2 separate regions of the Xenopus tropicalis genome follow, and region 2 is linked to region 1. Evidence: chromatin contacts called from public Hi-C data. All regions are on one chromosome and are shown on one strand. The core of a region is the stretch at or near the end of the contact, and the rest is flanking DNA. Distances in the headings are between cores, read along the strand shown. Region 1 holds the start of ogfrl1 (opioid growth factor receptor-like 1). Region 2 holds the start of sdhaf4 (succinate dehydrogenase complex assembly factor 4).

The links. Hi-C and Micro-C count contacts between places; a contact is called where the count stands out from the background.
Region 2: a Hi-C map of neurula embryo shows a contact between it and region 1, with 10 times the contacts expected there. The contact joins the promoter of sdhaf4 here to the promoter of ogfrl1 in region 1. A contact is called at or near these places in 2 of 5 Hi-C or Micro-C datasets (gastrula embryo and neurula embryo).

Annotation. Positions count from the first base shown.
Region 1 is chr5:92,660,669-92,665,850 of UCB_Xtro_10.0, forward strand. ogfrl1 (opioid growth factor receptor-like 1) reads right to left here and starts at 3,202. Exons shown (of 7, transcript NM_001097287.1): 1 at 2,916-3,202. The coding sequence starts at 3,179.
Region 2 is chr5:93,102,191-93,107,372 of UCB_Xtro_10.0, forward strand. It overlaps sdhaf4 (succinate dehydrogenase complex assembly factor 4), which reads right to left and starts at 2,302. Exons shown (of 3, transcript NM_001008178.1): 1 at 2,135-2,302; 2 at 589-741. The coding sequence starts at 2,228.

The DNA of each region.
Region 1 (5,182 bases), core at 1,952-4,451:
CTTACTGAGGGCTACATCTATGGGTCAATAAGATGCCAACTTGGTCTGAAAGTTTTATTGGCCAGTGTATATTGAGCTTTATTTGCAAGTGAACAGTGTTCAGGTCTCTCCACAAATATGAACCCTGCTTGTGCAAGCACAGTTGGTAGTAGCAGGAAATCTGCTTAAACTGCGCATGGGCAAGCAGGGTCCAAGTCAATGGTGAGACCCGAAGACTGTTCACTTGCAGGGAAGGTGTCGGCCAGGTACTCTGCTCTTTTAGGTTTGGTTAGCGAAAGGGACAGGTTTTAAAGTTAGAAACTATGTGATAAGGGAAAGGTGAGGGGGGTCAAGGCATAGGTATAGTTCTTCTTTAACGCAATTGCTTATCTGCCACCATGTCTCTATCCCCTGTACTCCTGGCTCTCACTCCTGAAACAAAGAAATTCAGCTGATTAAGAGACCTGAAGAGAACTGACTTCTACTCTATTGTTTTATTTAAAATAACTTCAGAAATTTTCAATTATGGAAAGGCCATCTCCCACAAACTGCATTTTAATCACGTAATTTCAATTTTTAAAAATGATTTCCTTTTTCTCTGTAATAAAACAGTACCTTGTACTTGATCCCAAATATATTTGATTCTTATTGGCGGAAAGACAATCCTATTGGGTTTAAATACTAATTAAATGAATTTTTAGTAGACATAAGGTATGGAGATCCAAAATTATGGACAGAGGAAACAAGCAGGCTTATGAAAAAAATACAGTTCAATATTGGTTTGTGAAAGAATTGATCTTTCCAATTTTTTAGGGGCTCTCAGAGGTTTATGTTGTTGTAAGATATCTCTCAATTAAGAATTATGAGGGAGCCTCTCGCACACCTTGAGCAACAGTTATCTGAAAACCCCTATTGTACAGTTTAAAAAAATATGAATATTTGCACTGCCTTTGGAGTCAGAAAGGCCATTTAGATACAGGACAGAATTGCAGCACATACAACCCTCTAAACAAGTTAATTTTAAAGGCTATGTGACTTGAAACACTGTAAAGTAAGAACTCAATGCCTCTCCTACACAAAACCCAGATACGTTTCCTAGTCCATCACCCCCAGTGCAAGCGGGACCATGCCACATATACAAGTAGCAGTAAGGAAAATGTTTTTCAGGTAATTACAGTCTTTGAACCATCCTCAAAAGCACCGTCAGTGAATGACTTCAAGCCTGTAGCACCCCAGCCAACGCTGGGTCCTGCCATTATGCACAGGAGAGTTCCCAAACAACCCAGTTGTTATACATGAGTAAAGATAGAAGCACATAAACAATAAAGCCATGCAGATAGACATGTCAGGTGGACAACATGCTGCTGAACCTTGATTAAATAACAAAACATTATTTAACCCACAAGCAAAAGAGTAAAACCATAATGAATATACACTGCCTCGCGAGGCAACTTCGGCGAATTGCTGAAATCGCCTGCGCAGCGCGTGCCATCCCACCGGCGACTTACATTTTCGCCGGTGGGATGGCAATTCGGGGAGATTAGTCGCCCGTGGACAGGGAGATTTGTCGCAGGCGACTAATCTCCCCGTGTGCCAGAGCCCTAATAAATTTGGGGAGTATTTTGAACTGCCACATTTATGCTTTTGTTGAACTTTAATTCCCTGCCTACCCTGCCATCACGGATGCAGGAGAGCCAAGGCTTGAGGTGATCCCCGTTTCAAATTGTATAATTTGATATGCTTGATGACCATATTGATCCGAACAGCAGGACACAAGGGAGGGAGAGAAATCCCAGTGAGCATCCCCTCTGTCATGCAGCATGACTTGGCTTCATGCACTAACAGGGCAGGTGGCGGGAACCCACACAAACATGTACAGGGGCAGGCATGGGGTCACTCACACAGACATGTACAGGGGCAGGCACGGGGTCACCCACACAGACATGTACAGGGGCAGGCACGGGGTCACCCACACAGACATGTACAGGGGCAGGCACGGGGTCACCCACACAGACATGTACAGGGGCAGGCACGGGGTCACCCACACAGACATGTACAGGGGCAGGCACGGGGTCACCCACACAGACATGTACAGGGGCAGGCACAGGGTCACCCACACAGACATGTACAGGGGCAGGCACGGGGTCACCCACACAGACATGTACAGGGGCAGGCACGGGGTCACCCACGCAGACATGCACGGGGTCACCCACACAGACATGTACAGGGGCAGGCACGGGGTCACCCACACAGACATGTACAGGGGCGGGCATGGGGGCACCCACACAGACATGTACAGGGGCAAGAATGGGGGCACCCACACAGACATGTACAGGGGCAGGCATGGGAGCACCCACACAGACATGCACAGGGGCAATCACGGGGTCACCCACACAGACATGCACAGGGGCAATCACGGGGTCACCCACACAGACATGTACAGAGGCACCCACACAGACATGCACAGGGGCAGGCATGGGGGCACCCACACAGAATGCACAGGGGCAGGCATGGGGGCACCCACAGACATGCACAGGGGCAATCACGGGGGCACCCACGCAGACATGCACAGGGGCAATCACGGGGGCACCCACGCAGACATGCACAGGGGCAATCACGGGGTCACCCACACAGACATGTACAGGGGCAGGCATGGGAGCACCCACACAGACAGGCACAGGGGCAGGCATGGGGGCACCCACACAGACATGCACAGGGGCACCAACACAGACGTGTATAGAGGCACCCACACAGATATGCACAGGGGCAGGCATGGGGGCACCCACACAGACATGAATAGAGGCACCCACACAGACATGCATAGAGGCACCCACACAGACATGCATAGAGGCACCCACACAGACATGCAGGCACCCACAGAAAGACAGACATGTGTTGCCCACATTCCCTCAGCCTGATGGCGTGACACAATATACCTGCTCTGGGTTATGGATTACTGCCTTCACTTCTGCAATTAGAGTCTCAGTTCCAGTTTCCTCTTCGCCGCCTTCATTGGTTTCTTCCTGCTTGATGACTTCTTCTTCATTATCGTCTTCTCTCTGCTCTGTCCCCTCGCTCTCTTCTTCCTCCTCGGCTTCCTGCTGCTCCTCTTCGCCCCCAGAGTCAGTATTCCATGTGGAGTCACAGTCTTCTACCGTAGTGGGCTCCTTAAAGTTGGCCACGCTGAAGATGTTCCCCATTGGCGTGGCTGTGTGCGGCTTGCGGCAGGTGGACAGCTGTGTTTGGGGCTGCTAGACCTGCAGCTGCCAGAGAACAGTAAGTCCCATGTCACACTGCGGTAGCGGCAGGCTGAGCCCCTGTACGGTGTCCACTTTAGGACATTAATGCACCAAATTCCTGTGCATCCTGCCCTCTCCCCAACTATATCAGTATTGCTGATAAGTCCTTAGCGCACGTCCCCTACTACAGGTAAGTTATGCGGTTTCCTCTTACTTTGCGCTGACAGGTCCTGCCTGCCCCAGCCATCCTCCTCCTCCCACCTCCTGCCTGCGATGTCAGCTATATGATCCCCTCTTACTTTTTCCTGACAGGTCCCAGCTTCCCCATTCATTCTCCTCCCTGCGATGTCATCGCAGGGTTTCCCTCCATGCGACTTCATTACTGGCCCCTCCTCATGTGACGTCATGCGTCGTCTTTCCTCCATACTTTTTATGGGCTGCAGAATCGTTTGTTCGCTATGTGCCCTGATGTGCTTGAAAAGTGATGTAGGATGGGCTTGTGGATGACGTCGCAAGTGGGAGGTGTATGGGATAGGAGAGTAGGGCAATTATTCTGTAGCCCATAAGAATGATGGCGAACGGATTAGGCCTGACCGCTTGGAGGAGGAGCCAGGAATGACAAGGAAGAGGACGAATGGGGAAGCCGGGACCTGTCAGGAGAAAATAAGTGGGAATGGCAAAAGTATAGCCAAGAGTAGCGGAGTTGAGATTTCTTGGAAAATTTAGATGGTGGAGGGAGCAGAACACTCTTTAGATTATTTTCAGAGAGATGTCCTAAAATGGACCCTGAGTCCCTCCTCCCTTGTGGAGGTACAGTCAGTTGTTTCGGCTCCTGAAAGCCGCATGTCAGCTTCCTTCATACAGGTAATCTCACCGTTACTTGACGGTACCTCTCTTTCATGGAAATAAACTAAAGTGAATATCATGGATCGCCTCCTAAAAATTTTTTTTTTTTTTGCTTACTAACAAATGTATTTAACATAGTTGTAAATATAACTGTTACTCATTATAATGATCCACGTTAGGTATTTTAAGAACTGATTTGATGTTAACATTAAAGGCTATAATGATTCACACAGGGTGATTAAAGGGGTGGTTCACCTTTAAGTCAAGTTTGGATATAGAATATCCTATTCTTAACAACTTTGCAATTGGTCTTCATTATTTATTTGTATTTTCAATTATTTGCCTTTCTCTTCTACATCCTTCCAGCTTTCAAATGGAGGTGACTGGCCCCTGCAGCTAAAAAAAATTTTGCTCTGTGAGCTTAGAAATGTATTATTATTGTAACTTTGTATTACTTATCTTTCTTTTTCAGACCCTCTCCTATTCATAGTCCAGTCTACATTCAAAATGCTACCTGGTTGCTAAGGTAAACAAAACCCAAGCAACCAGATAGCTACTTAAATTCCAAACTGGAGAGCTGTTGAACAAAGCTCAGTAACTAAAAAAACACAAATAATAAAACATGAAAACCAATTGCAAATTGTCTCAGAATATTATTGTCTAGAATAGATCACAGTAAAAGATAATTTAGGATTGAACAACCACTTTAGGTTAGAAAAGCATTATAACCTAGATCATTATAATCCTTTTGGGGTTAGTTGCACTTTTAGGACCTAACTTGCAGGTTAACAGTCTATGCTGTAGTGCTGTTGGGCTGCAAATAAAACATATATTACTTATTGGTATTTATTTTTTGCATATATAGTTTTATTGTTATAAGCCAGAAGAAACACACACAAAAAAAAAACTGAGGTTGATTTTACAAAAGGTGTTTAATTTGCAGCAATCTCTGCTTATATTTCCTCACTTTTACTGCAAAACTGCCCAGAAGAATTTTTTATCAGATTTTGTGACCCACCAAATCTTGTCATGTAACAGCATTAAACAGCATAAAGATTTTGTGAATTTAACAAAATCATATCCCCACTGCTATAATGGAAGTCACATCAGACAAAGAG
Region 2 (5,182 bases), core at 1,052-3,551, 440 kb after region 1:
CTTAAATGCAGTCTGTAAATTTTAACATTCTAAAGTTTACAGGGAAAATATACCTCCCTGTGTGATAGGAACTCATTCAGCTGGGCTTATGTAGAAATGGTGCACAAACTCTATCTGAGCTTCAATTTTTTTTTTTTTTTTTTAAACAGATGGGATTCCACAGACTGAAAGAAAAACATGATAGTCTGACTGTGCTCACTGAGACCAGTTCCTGACCTCCCACAGGCTCAGGGTGTAATGCAACCTCTCCTTCACCTTGTTCAATTGAGAAGTAATGGATTCCAGGATTTCAAAGGTCCCTCTTCTTTCCATTATGGGCAGTGCGCAGAGTTTCTATTAATTCACAATCAATGTTTGCTTATCTAATTACCTTGCAAGGGTTAAAGTACAGATATTTCCCCTCCAAATTAACTAGCACTTCATAAGTATGCGCTTTATCCCAATGATCAATTCCAGGGAAGCTAAAATACATGACTACTGACAAACAGCACTCACAGTAAATTCTTCTGACTTTGTTGACCTTCTATGGGGTGCAGTGGGACAGTTTCAAGGAGGGTTTAGATCCCCTTTAATCAGTCAGGTACTTACTTTCCAGTGGGTTCTTTTCTAATGTTGTCTGTTCTGAGTCATCAAATTTCCCTTGTGGTGTTGTAGGTTTTTTAAGAGGTTGTTTTGTGCCTTTAATATTGTGTTGGGAGTTATGGCTAAGAGCTCTGCAACTGTTCCACAATCCAGACCACACTGAAAAAACAGGTTATGTTAACAAATTGTTATTTATATAAGTATGTAAAGTATTCACTTTTCATTTGATAGAAAAACAGAAAATGCAAGTGTCAAACATTATCAGCATACTGTTCTTGCAGCCCTTCAGATGTTGTTAACTATAAGTCCCAGCTGCTGAGGGATACTGGTGTTAACAGTTTAACATTTACTAGAGGGCAGGTACAACAGTTCTCATGTTAAACAAACCAGTCTAACAATATTCAATAGGGGTTTAAGGAGGCATACATTTTTAGAATATTTGTAGCATATTGTACATAGGCTTGCATATGAAGATTTCAAGTAACTGGTAAAAAGGGTTGGTTCACCTTTACATTAACTATTTGTATGTTTTAAAATGTCCAACTCTTATCAACTTTGCAATAGGTCTTCATTTTTTACATAGTTGTGATTTACTTTTGTCTTATACTTCTTTCCAAACCATACATGGGGGCCACTAACCTCAGCAGCTAAAAATGATTGCTCTGTGAGCTTACTATTTTATTATAGTTACTTTTTATTCCTTATATTTCTATTCAGGCCCCCTCCTATTCACATTCCAGTCTCTCATTTAAACCATTGCCTGGTTGCTAAAGTAAAAAAAAACCCTAGCAACCAAATAGTTGCCATAATACCAAACTTGCTAGCTGCTGAACAAAAATCTAAATAACCAATTGCAAATTGTCTCAAAATATTATTGTCTAAATCATACTAAAAATGTATTTTTAAGCAACACCGGCATGCACTGTCCAATTTCTGCTTTGCCATGGGAACATCCATTCCATTGAAATACAGCAATAGACTACACATGTATATTAACCTGTGTAAATTACACAGTGCTTTATAGAGATTAAACATTTTTCATATCAGTCCCTGAGCCAGTGATGCTTACAAGTTAAAATCACACCACTTGTAGTATTATCAAATGTATCCAGTCAGTTAAGCTGCTTGTATGTTCTGGGAATGTACTCCTGCCAAGTTCAGCTTTTCCCCCAGCAATGTTCACCCAATATGAAGTAGAAGAGGATAGCTCCATGGTGCTTACTCAGAAGAACCCGGGCTATTGCATGTTTCTGCTAAAAGCAACTAAGGCCCAGGGTAAGTGTTTATAATCACAGGTGGATCACTCCTCAGCGATTAGAACTTTTCTTCTCATTTAGCATGTAAAACACCATATTCGTTGCCAATAAGCAGGTGGTGGATAAAGCGCTACACTTCACACGTAAATTATGCTTTACTTGCCCCTAAAATTAAAAAAAAAATTGAAACTACGGATACTGCAAAGTTGATCAGAATCACATCTTTTTCATCATTTTCGGTGGAACTCCCCTTTAGGTTCAGAAACAACCAGACATGGTAATTACTAAGCACTCACTCTTGAGGTTATGCGCCACAGCCTGGTCATATATAAGATGTTCTGCAGCTTTCCTCCCTTCTCCACACGCTGCTAGAAATCTATAGCCACTCATGTCTCGCACTAAAGCGCACACAACCAACACGGAGCTCTAGGTTACGGCCAGTTCCTAGTGACGCTTCGTCCTCCCGTGACGTCATTTGCAAGGGACGCGGGCGTCACGTGGTATCTATTACAAATAAAAGCCGAAGTGTTTTTTCAGCGTGTCTTTTTTTTTCTTCACGGTGGTCTTATCGACCTATAGGTGATGCTTCATTCAGAAATACACGGTTCTGCGGAGCAGTTATATATTTGAAGTTCTCGGGTGTGTAATGTGTGATCCTCTTAATATTGTCAGGGTGTTGAGGCAGCTTACTGTGTGTTGTGAAGTTTATGTGGGTGTAGAGAAGCAGAGAGTAGTATGGGGATGAGGGTGCTGAGTATGTGCTGCGTGTATAGTGCCACAGTTCCTCTTGAGGTTTTGCGTGGCAAAGTTGAATGCCATGAAAACATTTATACAGTCATGGCCCAAATTGTTGGCACCCCAGAAATCTTTCCAGAAAATCAAGTATTTCTCACAGAAAAGTATTGCACATGTTTTGCTATACACATGTTTATTCCCTTTGTGTGTATTGGCACGCACAGAACAAAAAAGGAAGGAAAAAAAAAAGCAAATTGGACATAACGTCACACAAAACTCCAAAAATGGGCTGGACAAAATTATTGGCACCCTTTCAAAATTGTGGATAAATAAGATTGTTTCAAACATGTGATGCTCTTTTAAACTCACCTGGGGCAAGTGACAGGTGTGGGCAATATAAAAATCACACCTGAAAGCAGATAAAAAGGAGAGAAGTTCACATAGTCTTTGCATTGTGTGTCTGTGTGTGCCACACTAAGCATGGACAACAGAAAGAGAAGAGAACTGTCTGAGGACTTGAGAACCATAATTGTGGAAAGGGTGGGAATAATTTTGTCCAGCCCATTTTTGGAGTTTTGTGTGACATTATGTCCAATTTGCTTTTTTTTTCCCTCTCTTTTTTGTTCTGTTCCAATACACACAAAGGGAATAAACATAAATAAATGCGGGTTCTCAGTCCTCTATCAAAAGAAACAGGATTTATGTTCTTCTTTTGTGTATACACGTTCTGTGTCAGACTTCCTGCTCTCAGAAAAATCCTTCAGGGCACAGCACAACTCTGCTCAGTTTGCCCTTCTCTCCCCCTCCCACCTGTGCTGTGTAATCTGAGCAACCAGCAGCTAGAGCTGCGGCATGGAAACTACTGACACCAAGCTAAAATAGCAGCTGCTGTCTTAAACAAACAGAGGGAGCTTCTAGGGCTCTTTACTCAAGTATGGTAAAGCTTTCTGCAGATTAAATATAGCGTGCACTATTGTAATTACTCTATTGGCAATAAAATGCCAAAATACATTTTCTTCTCCTTTAAGGCATTTATTTTCAAAGGTAATAAAAGTTTAACTAGTTTTTGTGTATTTGCACAATGTCTGGAAGAATCTATGAAACTCTTTAGATGAGAACCCTTTTTAACCCACTGGGACAAAATGTATGTATTTCTTCAATTGGCATCATTAAGGAGGTTGCCTGTGCCAATTTAACCTTAATATTTACTCCATGGCAAAAGTGGAACACCTACTGCTTTGCAAGAATTCTCTGAATATTGTGCACACTCCGCTTTTCCCTATATAATCTCCCTATCAGGTCTGAATTGGGAGTCAAAATAGTCCTGGCATTCCAAGTACAGAGAGGCCTAAGCAGCCCCCACCAGCCCACTATGGCTTCTTACAGCAGCCCCTCTGGCATTTGCCAGCACCAACCCATAAATAGATTGACACGTGGGGGCAAATACGTGGGTATATGCCCCCACGTGTCAATCTATTTATGGGTTGGTGGCAGCAACTCCACATTTTTGGTGAGGGAACTTTCTTCAAATCTTTAGTCGCATCCTAGGTGATATAGGTATGCTAACAATTGTAATAGTATTTGGGATAGTAATGAGTGATCTAGCAGTCAAAGGTATTTGTTTTACTTGTGAAACATGACTTGACACTATTCTATTCTTAGATTACACTTTTTCAGCAGAAAATCAAAGTTGTACAAAGGTTATCCGGGGGTTATTGAGGTGGGCCCAGACGCTAGTGGTACCCTAGGACAATTCAACCAATCCTTATTTCTATTGTGAGGACTTCTATAAACCTATACCATTTGGCACACCAATTGCTGTGAGAGTGGGCTTGTTGTGTTAGGATCTGTTGGGCACTGGAAGACCCAGTTTGATGTTGATCTTCTACATGGAGTTCTTGGACCACAATTCCTGTGCTTTGTGTTGCTCTACTAGTTTTAACTTTTTGTTTTTGCTAATGGAATACAGATATCACAACTCAAAATCAAAAGACATTCTATCAACTTTAAAAATAGTTGAGCATTTTATTTCAATTATTACAATTCAGAGGAGACAGAAGATTCAGTCTAATTCTTTTCACATTTATTTGATCACAATAATAAAAAATATATATAATGCTACATTAGCTTGAAATGTAGCTTAAACGCATCCCAAGGTTAAACTAAATACAAGAAGACAATTTTCTTAGAGTGATAATTGTGATTTAACGTAAGACTAAAAAAAGAAAACCGAGAATGGGAAACTACATATAGAACAAATGGTACTAATGCATTGGCTGGGCATTTAATGCCATAAAAATTGGCACCACAGGTTCCTTTTACTTACCCTTGGTTTGCAGGTGCAGAGTATGAAATAGATTTTCATTCTACTTTGTAACCATGGGCAACAAAAGGAAAGGGTATGTGTGGCTCTAAACAAAGAATAGCTGTAAATTAATGTTAACATAAAAAACATTACTGTTACAGAGCTGTATTAAATTTCCAGTACAAAACCATCATCATGTATGCATCCTTCAGAATCAGAGGACTGGATACGGAGTACAAACATGCATGAGTTATAGAACATATTTATATAGTCAATGACTGTACAGCCTCATATTTATACAGTC